Regions from separate parts of the Mustela erminea genome. Here region 1 is linked to region 2. A link is a contact called in public Hi-C data. All regions are on one chromosome and are shown on one strand. The core of a region is the stretch at or near the end of the contact, and the rest is flanking DNA. Distances in the headings are between cores, read along the strand shown.

What was found. A called contact is a pair of places that touch in the nucleus more often than the background predicts.
Region 1: a contact with region 2 is called in a Hi-C map of fibroblasts, with 5 times the contacts expected there. The contact joins the promoter of BOLA3 here to the promoter of STAMBP in region 2. A contact is called at or near these places in 2 of 3 Hi-C or Micro-C datasets (fibroblasts and spleen).

Annotation. Positions count from the first base shown.
Region 1 is chr7:91,762,667-91,767,440 of mMusErm1.Pri, reverse strand. It overlaps BOLA3 (bolA-like protein 3), which reads left to right and starts at 3,416. Exons shown (of 3, transcript XM_032352497.1): 1 at 3,416-3,552. The coding sequence starts at 3,499.
Region 2 is chr7:91,485,237-91,489,961 of mMusErm1.Pri, reverse strand. It overlaps STAMBP (STAM-binding protein), which reads right to left and starts at 1,857. Exons shown (of 10, transcript XM_032352483.1): 1 at 1,768-1,857.

The sequences.
Region 1 (4,774 bases), core at 2,167-4,666, 280 kb before region 2:
GTAGTAGAATAACCCAAATAATCTTCGGGAGGGCCAGAGTCAGGCTTCAAATCTACACAGCCAGAACAGTCTGAACCCTGTCTCTGGCCCTCTAGCCAATAACTCATTGCTGAAGGGCTTGGAATGGACACTATGGCCTGCACCATTATTGTTGGCCACTAGATGTCAGTTTCTGGGTCAGCACCTCCCAAAAGCCAGCTGCATCAGCCCTGACCAGAATAAAGAATTTTCCCTAAAACTCTTCCTTTCCTGTGTCTTCCTTAAAAAAAAAAAAAAAAAAATGTACATGGGTGACAAAAATAAAGAAAAATAAAAACATGGGCACTTCAGATTTGGTAGATCCTAGGTCACATACCCCTGTCCTGGCTGCTACAGAGTGGGCAACTTGCTGGATTTTACATGGAGGTTTAGGATTCACAGCAAAATTCATGCTGGATATTAAAAAAACTTGGACTGGCTCCTTTCCTGAACTTTTTGTTCTCGCTCTGCGAAAAGATAAGGGAGTTGGCATTAGAATGTAAGTTTCTGGGCACACTGTTCAACTGACATTTTTTTGTAGTGTATTTGCTAAGTGAAGGAAGTCAGTTATTGATTCAGATTCTGGCCAGGTTCTTTGAATACACAGGTTCTTTGATGTGTGCTTTGAATACCACTACTTTAGGGGACCTGCCTGTTCAGGGGAGTCCTTCAGCGGGTTGTCTTATTTAATCCTTGCAGCCACCTGTGAACAGAGGTATGTTAAGAATTTTCCAAAGTTTCTCAGAAGGTGGCACAGATGCTCTGACTTCAGATAGCTAGTTCATAGACCAGTGTTTTCCTCTGGGGATGCATCTGGAAAATTCTGTGTGCTGACGAGTGCCAGGAGGCTCTATAAAACAAAATGACTGCAATTTATACCTATGGGGTAAAAAAATGTATCCAAAGAGATCATCCTGAAGGAGTTTTTTTGCAATTAGCTCAGATGTAAATGAGTGACCATGGACCAATATAAGCGAAGATAAGAGAATCTCAATTTCAGAGCAAAAAAAGGTAAAATGCAGAAGGGATAGACCCATTTCCTGGGACTAAAGCTACTATACTTTTCAATCATAACAAAACTGGCCTTTTATTTGCTTCTATCATAAAAAGCTACACTTGAAATGTTAAGTTGAAGCTAATTTGGAAGCCCAGAATTGCTGAGATTGTTCTGTAAATCCTTTCCTAAAAAGGTTCAAATTCACACTCTGGAACTAGAATGGCTAAACCACTTTTCAGCTCTGTGCAGTAATCCTAGTGTGTGCACTTTTTGTTCTATTCCAGGCTGGGCAGCTGACAACTAAATCTAGACCCTGGGATGGAGGTCAGGGATCTCTGGGAAAAACACACCCACATAAATCGGTAGAGTTCTCCGATTGCCATATGTGCAATCAAAGTTCTGCACAAGTTGTGGGCCCCTAAGTTTATTGTGGGGCAATCAGAGGAGGCTGCCTGAAGAAGACAAGGCTTGAGTTGGCTTAGAAGTTGGATAACCACATAAGCAAGCTTGTAACATAGATGGCACAAGGAGGCACCAGCCGTCCAATATTACTGAAGGATGGATGTCAGCTGGACAGGTACGTAGGGGTTAAATCATATGAAAGAACTTGGGTTTTTGCCAGTAGGTGATGAAGGGTTAGAAGGATTTTCGATAAGCAAATAATGGACAGGTTTTCACTTCAGATAGCTCTGACAGCAATGTGGAGATGGGTAGGGGAGGATACTCGGGCAGACTGTCCAAAATAACAATAATAATGTAAACCATCATGAAATTAGGAAGAAGAAAAAGGTTGAAGATAAGAAAAACTATCGATTTTCACCAAAAGAGGAATTCGTCCAATACAAATCAGTGAGTTTAATGTGGGTGTCTTACAAGTAACAAACCCACTAACCAACTAAAATGACTTCAGTGCTTATTTCTGGCACCCTACAGTGTCCAGCATCTGTCTCCCAACAACTTCTGGATCTACTTCATTTCTAAACGGGTGCTGCGCACATGATTACAAAGATGGCAGCCGGTGGCAAAGGACCATTTCTCTTCCGGAGTGCCAGAGGAGTCTCTAGAGCAATTCTCACTGGGCCGGCTCAGATCATTGACCGTCCGAAACCAATCGGTGCCTGCTGGGCCATGACCTGGGTCATGTGACCACTCTCAGGGGAGGAAAGGTCGACCTCCTCTGAACCTTGGTGGTATGAGGAGCCAAAGGTGGTTCACTCCTACACAATGGGTAAAATATTTTTGGTAGTTTTAATTACTCCTGAGAAGAAAAATGAAAAGTTAGCAAATTATCCCTAATCCCACCAGCCATGATGTTTTAAGGAACGAAGCAAAAAAATATGAGAGAGGTTACTAGAGTAATCCAAAGGAGAAATTATAAGACCCAAAACAGAAGTCACTCAGTACTGGAATGAATAAGCATATATCTAGGTGATCACTATAAGGGCAACTGTAGGCCTGTCCCACGTGTGGACGAACATACTGAACATGGTGACGGCACAGGCCGGAATGCAATAGTGAGAACTGGGGAAGTCTGCAGGGCTTACCAGACTGCCAAAATATACAGCCTGAGAGAGAAAGGGCATGAGGCCTTGAGGTGTGTGGGAATCAGTCCAGAGGTGGGGCAGGCTTGCTGGATAATCGTACCTGTCCTCGAGCCGGCAGCTTCCACTACATTCTCAGGACTCTACGGTCTCCGGCTCTGCTTCTCTGCAGGCACCTTAAACTCGGGCAAAACCCAAACCGAGTTTGTTGGCCCCTTTCACGACAAACCTCGCCCTCCTCCACCCATCGCACTGTCCACACCAGACACCTACCTCAGCCTCGCCGCCCAGTCCAGTCACTCCGTTCCCTTCCCCTCCCAAGTATCCGGAGCCACTCCTCCATCCCTGCTGTTCTAGCTGTCGCTGAGACCTCACATCTCACCCGCACCATCGCGGCAGCGCCAGAACTTCTGTCCTCATCTCCAGTGTCAGGCCCCCTACAGTCCCTCCTCTTCGCACGATCTTTCTAAAACGCAAATCTGAAAACGACTCCCCTGCTTTAAGTCCCTCCACGGCCCCCCTGTTCTGGAGGGAGAAACCCACACTCCCCAGTTTGGAAGCCAGGTTGCCGGCGGTGGGGATGGGAAGGGAGATGTCCTTCCTAGGGCGAGAGGGGCATTGGCCTGTGGGCAACTCGGATCGGAGGGCCTAGAACCCCGGGCGTCCCCCGGCTGGGCAAGAAGAGCCCGCCGGTGGAACGACCCCTGGAGGCTGGCGGAGCTCGGCGCGGACCGGGCCGGGCCGACGCGCGAGCTGGCGGAGCAGCGAGTTCCGAGGAGGCGCCCCCCGGGGCGAAGACCGGCCGGGAGCTGCAGCCGGGCGGCTCGCGACCTCCGGGCGGCAGGGGGCGGCCTCGCCCGCGGCGACGACGGCTTCCGGTCCCCGGCTCCGCGCCTCTCAGGGGACGCGGCGACCTCGGGCGCCGGGCCGCGTCGGCCGGGCATGGCAGCGTGGAGCCCGGCCGTGGTGGCGCCGCTGCTCCGCGGGATACGCGGGGTGAGCGCGGGCGGGGCCGGGCTGTGGTTCCCGGGCGGGAGCTGCGGAGGGGCCGCGGGGCCGGTCGAGGCTGGAGGACGGGCTCGCGGAGAGCGCGGCGCCGGGCCTGGCGCCCTCCCCTTCCCGTCTCTCATTCATTCCTCGTGGGTTGGGTCCTTCCCTGGGCCCGAGCGGCGGGGCTCCGAGAAGTGTCAGGCTCTGGCGCGCGCTGGCGGAGCTCCCTGAGCCGGTGGAGGTGGGGGGCGAGGGGAACAGACACGGAAACCGTTGTGATCCGGTGGGCGCGGAGAGAGCGATGTGGACGCACCCAGCCGGAGACCCGGCAGCCCCAGCTCGCAGTCCTGGCGTGCCTGCCGGAGAGTGCGAGGGTCTGGGCTTTGGGCAAGTCCTCTCAGCCTCTGGGACCTTAACCCTTTCCAAGCCCCACACGCCCTGACTAAAAGCCCAGCAGAGGGCACTCGCCACGCGCTCTCCGAACTTTCTCTCCTCCCTGCCTCCGCGAAGTATGAAGAGGGGGTGACTCTCCGCGCGGACAGTCGGGGTTCTAGGGATTTTGTCAGTACATTGCTCGTGTAAAGGCCGCTGCCTGCAGATCAGCTAAACGGAGGAAAGACCTCCCAAGGAATCAGTAATGTCAAGTACCCTCAGCCCTTAGCGATTACTGCTTCTGCCTGCCACCTGGTTACCCTCTGCCCTTGCCCCTCCAAGGCTCTGTCCTCAGAAGAGGCTCCATCTTACCCCCTCCTCCAGCCCAGTCTTAGGCCCACAACATCAAGTTTCTGTCCCTCCGTCTCACTCCAGACCATTTTTCTGACCTGCCTTTCAGCTGCCTGCTGGAACGGCGACTTCTTTGCAGGTGCGAGCAGTCATGCCCTGCGTGCTGTGCTCGTTCTGCTTGTTCATTTGTTCATTCGTTCAGCCATCCATCACCCAAGTCTCCCGGAGGGCCTGTCCCGGCCCAGCTTTGGAAGGCTGCAGTAACAGGGTAGAGTCAGTCTTGGCCTTTGAAACCAGCTGGTGAAAGAGCCAGTGCACAGATCATTTTAAAGAAGGTGCTTCAGGGGGCACAGGTGGCTTGGTGAGGTGTCCAACTCTTGGTATCAGCTCATTTCTTGAACTCAGGGTGGTGAGTTAAAGCCCTGCGTTGGGCTCCACACTGGGTGTGGAGCCTACTTAAAAAAGAAGAAGGTGCTTTGACAGTTTCTACCACAGGACGCTGCTC
Region 2 (4,725 bases), core at 608-3,107:
AGTCTCTTTCCCACAAGAAGGCTGAGACCCTCGAGGAAGTGCCTATCACAATGATAAAAGCATTGGCCGACTTAAAACCCCACAAAACCTGTGCCATGATTAGGTGGTACAGGGAGTAAAACTATAATGGGGATTTGGTTCTACCCTTTAATCATTCCCTATCATGAGGTGGCCCTGCTCTCAGCACCATAAAAAGATGGATGGTATCTTATATTTTTTGCGCTACTTCTCCCACCAGCTACCCACTTTCATCTATCCCAGTACTTGGCATAGTATACTCAAAGAACTTTCAAGATGATTGTTAACTGATTTCAAGTTTGGTCATTTTCATTTAATGAGTAATGACACTTTCCCATGGTGTACTTTTTCATCTCTAAGCACATGGTGAGGGGAACTAGTCTGGGAATGAATGCAGAACAATTCTAGTTCTGCTCACTAAATCCCTCTTTCAGTCAATCCACAACATCATTCATCATGTCATCATGGTAATGAATTTAGACCTGAAAAACAACTTACTCAAATCTATCCTCAAAGACTAAGCACTCTCCAAATAACAAAAGGGCACAAAGGTAACTCGGTACTCAAAAATAAATAAGTAGGTAAATAAATAAATAAATAAAACAGACCCACAAAAAGCAGGGAGTTTTCCCTCCCTGTGCTTCGAACTGCAGTAATTCTACAATCTTTCTAGATCTCATTCTATTGCTACAATCAGATTCCAACTCCCAATTGGTATGACTCTACATCATTTTCAAAAATAATCTGGGTACTTGATACACACTGAATTACAGCCCACCCTAGCCAGCATGCTCTAGAATATACGACTAGAGTAGAACCCATTTTGGAATTCAAGGCCCTCTCACAAGTGGTCCCACTTTCTTTTCAGTCTTAAACCTTACTCCTTCCCATCAGAGATCTTTCCCTTCACTCAGGATTCTAATCTGCCCAGAAATCCTCAAATGTGTTTCATTTGTCTACCCACTGTTTTCCTGTTCTCCCCTCCAAGCCCTCCCTCAAAGAGGCTTTTCTTGGTCAATTCCACCTCTAGGTCACACTTCCCCCAAGCTTCCTCTCTAAACACCCTCACAAGTAGTACAAAAGCTGTGCAGACTACCAGGGATGCAAAGGCCTTCCATCTCCCCCAAAGCCGTTTTAGAGGCTCAGAAAGCCGCTCAGCAAATCTAAAACCTCCCCAGGCTGCCTAATTAGTAAACTCGATCCAGAGCCCATTAAAGCTAACTGAAGCTTGTTGCGCCTCAGTACCTCTGGGGAGATGATCTGTAAGGTCGAGAATGGAACCCCCTCCCAAGGCCAGCGAGCGGTACTAGAGGGCTGAGCAACACTCCAGAGGAGATGCGGCATCCGCAAAAAAAGGAGAAGGTGGCATAAAGGACTGAGGAGGAAAGACGAGGTCAAAGGAAGTTGCAGGAACGAGCCGAGGGGGCGTATTCAGTGGAGAGGGACCTCCTGACACCTGCTTGAGATCCCCTCCTTCAAGGCCCTTACGCCCAAGTTGCCAACCCAGGGCAAAATTATCCAAGGTTCTCGGGTCTTCAGAGCGCGGCAGGAGGAGACGCGCGGGGACGCACGGGGACGCGCGGGGCCTGGCGGAGGCCGGTGCCGTCAGTGGCCTCGCGCGCGGCGGGCCGGGCAGAGGGCGCGGGGACGACAAGGCCGCAGGCCCCACACTCACGGCGGCCACTCCCCTTCAGAGTCCGACTACGCTCCGGGGCTCAGCCCCACCACATTTCCCGGACCCTTCCCCACCTGTCCCCGCGGACGACACTCGGAGCTTCCGGAAACGTCACATCCGGCGCGCGCCCCGCCCCTCCCGCTGGTCTACCCATTGCACTCTCAAAAACGCAGGACCCAGGGCGGTGAGCTGGTGGGAGGGGTTAGAACCGCCACCTCCCCCCCCCGTCCCCCCTCCCGCGAAAAAAGGCTGCCAATGAGGAGAGAGCTCGACAGCGGCCATCTTGGTAAAGGAAAAGCGACAAGGTAGAAGGGACAGCGCGTTGTTAAAGTAGTTAAATGGTCAAGCTAACTTCTATTTGTGGAATTAATTTGACTTTGGGTCGAGTTTCCTGCCAGATAGCCCCTATACCACACTTACACAAATCCACAAATCAACATTCAAGAAGGGATTGGTGATGCAAGTACCTGGCTGAACTAAGCAAGTTTTCTAAATTGGTGGGGGGGAAAAAAAACAAAAACCAAACTCTTGAAAATTTCTGCTTGTTTGTGTCACTTCCTACGCAAAATTGATAGCCTGAGGTATTTGGCAATAGCTTCTATTGCTTAGAAAAAAACTTGAGACTAACTTTTGAATGTTAGAACTCCAATACAAATTTATTAAAAATGAGTGTTTGGGGCCCCCTGGGTGGCTCAGTGGGTTAAAGCCTCTGCCTTTAGCTCAGGTCGTGATCCCAGTGTTGTGGGATAGAGCCCCACATCCGGCTCTCTGCTCAGCAGGAAGCCAACTTCCTCCATTCTCTCTCTCTGCCTGCCTCTCTGCCTACTTGTGATCTCTGTGTGTCAAATGGATAAATAAAATCTCTTAAAAAATAAATTTTTTTTTAAAAAATGAGTGTTTGACTTCTAAGGGCCACGTGCCATGCAGTGGAGACCGAAACTGTATGATGTGGTTCCTGCCCCTGCAGCCAGGACAGGCAGCTGTTTACACCAAGTACAAACAGTGGCATATTCTCTGTATGGGTGTGTGTATGTATGAATATCTTGCACAGCTGCTTTCCAAAAAGATCCTTCAAGCCTGCTATCTCCGTATCAGGAGATTTTGTATATCACCACTCTGATACTTTCTGCTCTCTGGGGACACTCTACCCACCAAACTTGGGGACCCTCCCTGTAAGTTCCTTAATGTGATGACATGACCTATCCTTCAAGGTCTTGCTTAAAGCCCCTGAACTGGTGTTATTTCTTCCACTAGATCAGGGTTCAGATCTCTAATTTTCTGACTCGCTGTTGTGGATCTGTCTTTGGAATTTCCCCAAAGTGATTCTATGTGGTCACTGGCTTTTGAGACTTACAGCTGAAAGCATTTAACAGAATGAGACTCTTTCTCTCCTACAAGCATAAATAGGCATGTCAGTGCAAGGATCCACTATCAATTCTCCTGGATCTCATGCTGATAACTCTGGCAGGACAGTTGTAAAGGGGACCATGGGGGTCCTCAGAACTCTATTTCTCTACTGACTCTTTCCCTTCAGAATGTAAACATAGTGGGTAGAGCCTGAAGAAATTAAGCCACTGGGGGAGCTGGTCTTAGGGAAGGCATACAGTGCAATCGGAGTCCTGGCAGAAGTCAACACAGTTCAAAATCCAACCCATCCAACTTCTCAGTAAACATTTGTTGAGCATCTACTACATGCCAATTGCTGTTCTAGGTGTTAAGGATACAGCCACGGACAAATCCAGCAGGTGGATATTGTTATTGTGCAAGTGCAGACAGAAGCAGAGCTGGTGGGGGGAAAAAGAGGCACCTGCTTCCATTAAGCACAGATTCCAAAAAGTAGCTCTTGGCTTTGTAATATTTAACATAACAAGTTAACAGAATTTACAAACATTCTAGAAGTTAAGAGTATGAGGAGAAGTCTTTAAGAAGCTATGAATGGGAAACACATAAGAGAGGAGTGTGGAATAATCACAAACACAGCAACCATCTCACAGAGGCTGTGCTCTATATTAGAAAGGAGATATGCCCCAGTGACGGCAGTTCTTAAGATCATGGCTAAGAGGATATAGTAAGCAGGATCTGGTTCACTCAGGGAGAGAATCTGTAAATATTGAACAGTTTTTGGGCTCTGGGACAAGTGGTCAGCACTCTTGGGTTTACAGGCATTGGAAACAACAAGCAAGAAAACCCTGGCCAATATGAATATCTGACATTCTTCATTTCTTTATTAACTGGGAAAGTTGAAAACTGGACCCTTTTATATGTGAAACCAGGAAATTAACGCTGCAAGAATTCTGTTGGCTCTTGGCTTAACTGAAGAGAATATTCTACTTACTCCTGCTCCCCAAATTGGAGGCTAAGTAAGATCAAGGTATTCTGTCAGCAGAGAAGATTTAGCAGCTCACCTGGGGGTCAAACCCGAGCTAGGAATTCAGGAGCTCTTTATTTTCTGGTGCCCATACCTAGTCAGTACATTTTCCCTGAATATTACAGTCTCCATATGACCTCTTCAAAGTTCAGCGTCACTTACTCCTATACTCCTGTATGTTTATTTCTACCTGCTCCTTCCTGGGCAGCAGCAAAAGAATCCTAAAAGGCAAAATTCTTACTTCAATATATAACATCAGGGTAGAGAGAAAATGCTCAGATGGGCTTTGTGGGGAAGCTAAATACAAGGAAATCTCCAGGCACATATCACTTTCTTCCTTGTCACTCCTGTGGTGAGCGACATACCTGGAAGGGCGAGGCAATGACATGCATGCAAGAATGACAACGCTTCTTACCTACTTCAATGCGATCTTACAACAGCAGCTAATATTCTTTTTAAAACAAATATCAGGTTCTATTGTTCCTGGGTTAAAAACCTTCCAATTACTTCCCATGGCAGTTGGAATTAAAAATTCAAACTCCTGGGCGCCTGGGTGGCTCAGTGGGTTAAGCCGCTGCCTTCGGCTCAGGTCATGATCTCAGAGTCCTGGGATCGAGTCCTGCATCGGGCTCTCTGCTCAGCAGAGAGCCTGCTTCCCTCTCTC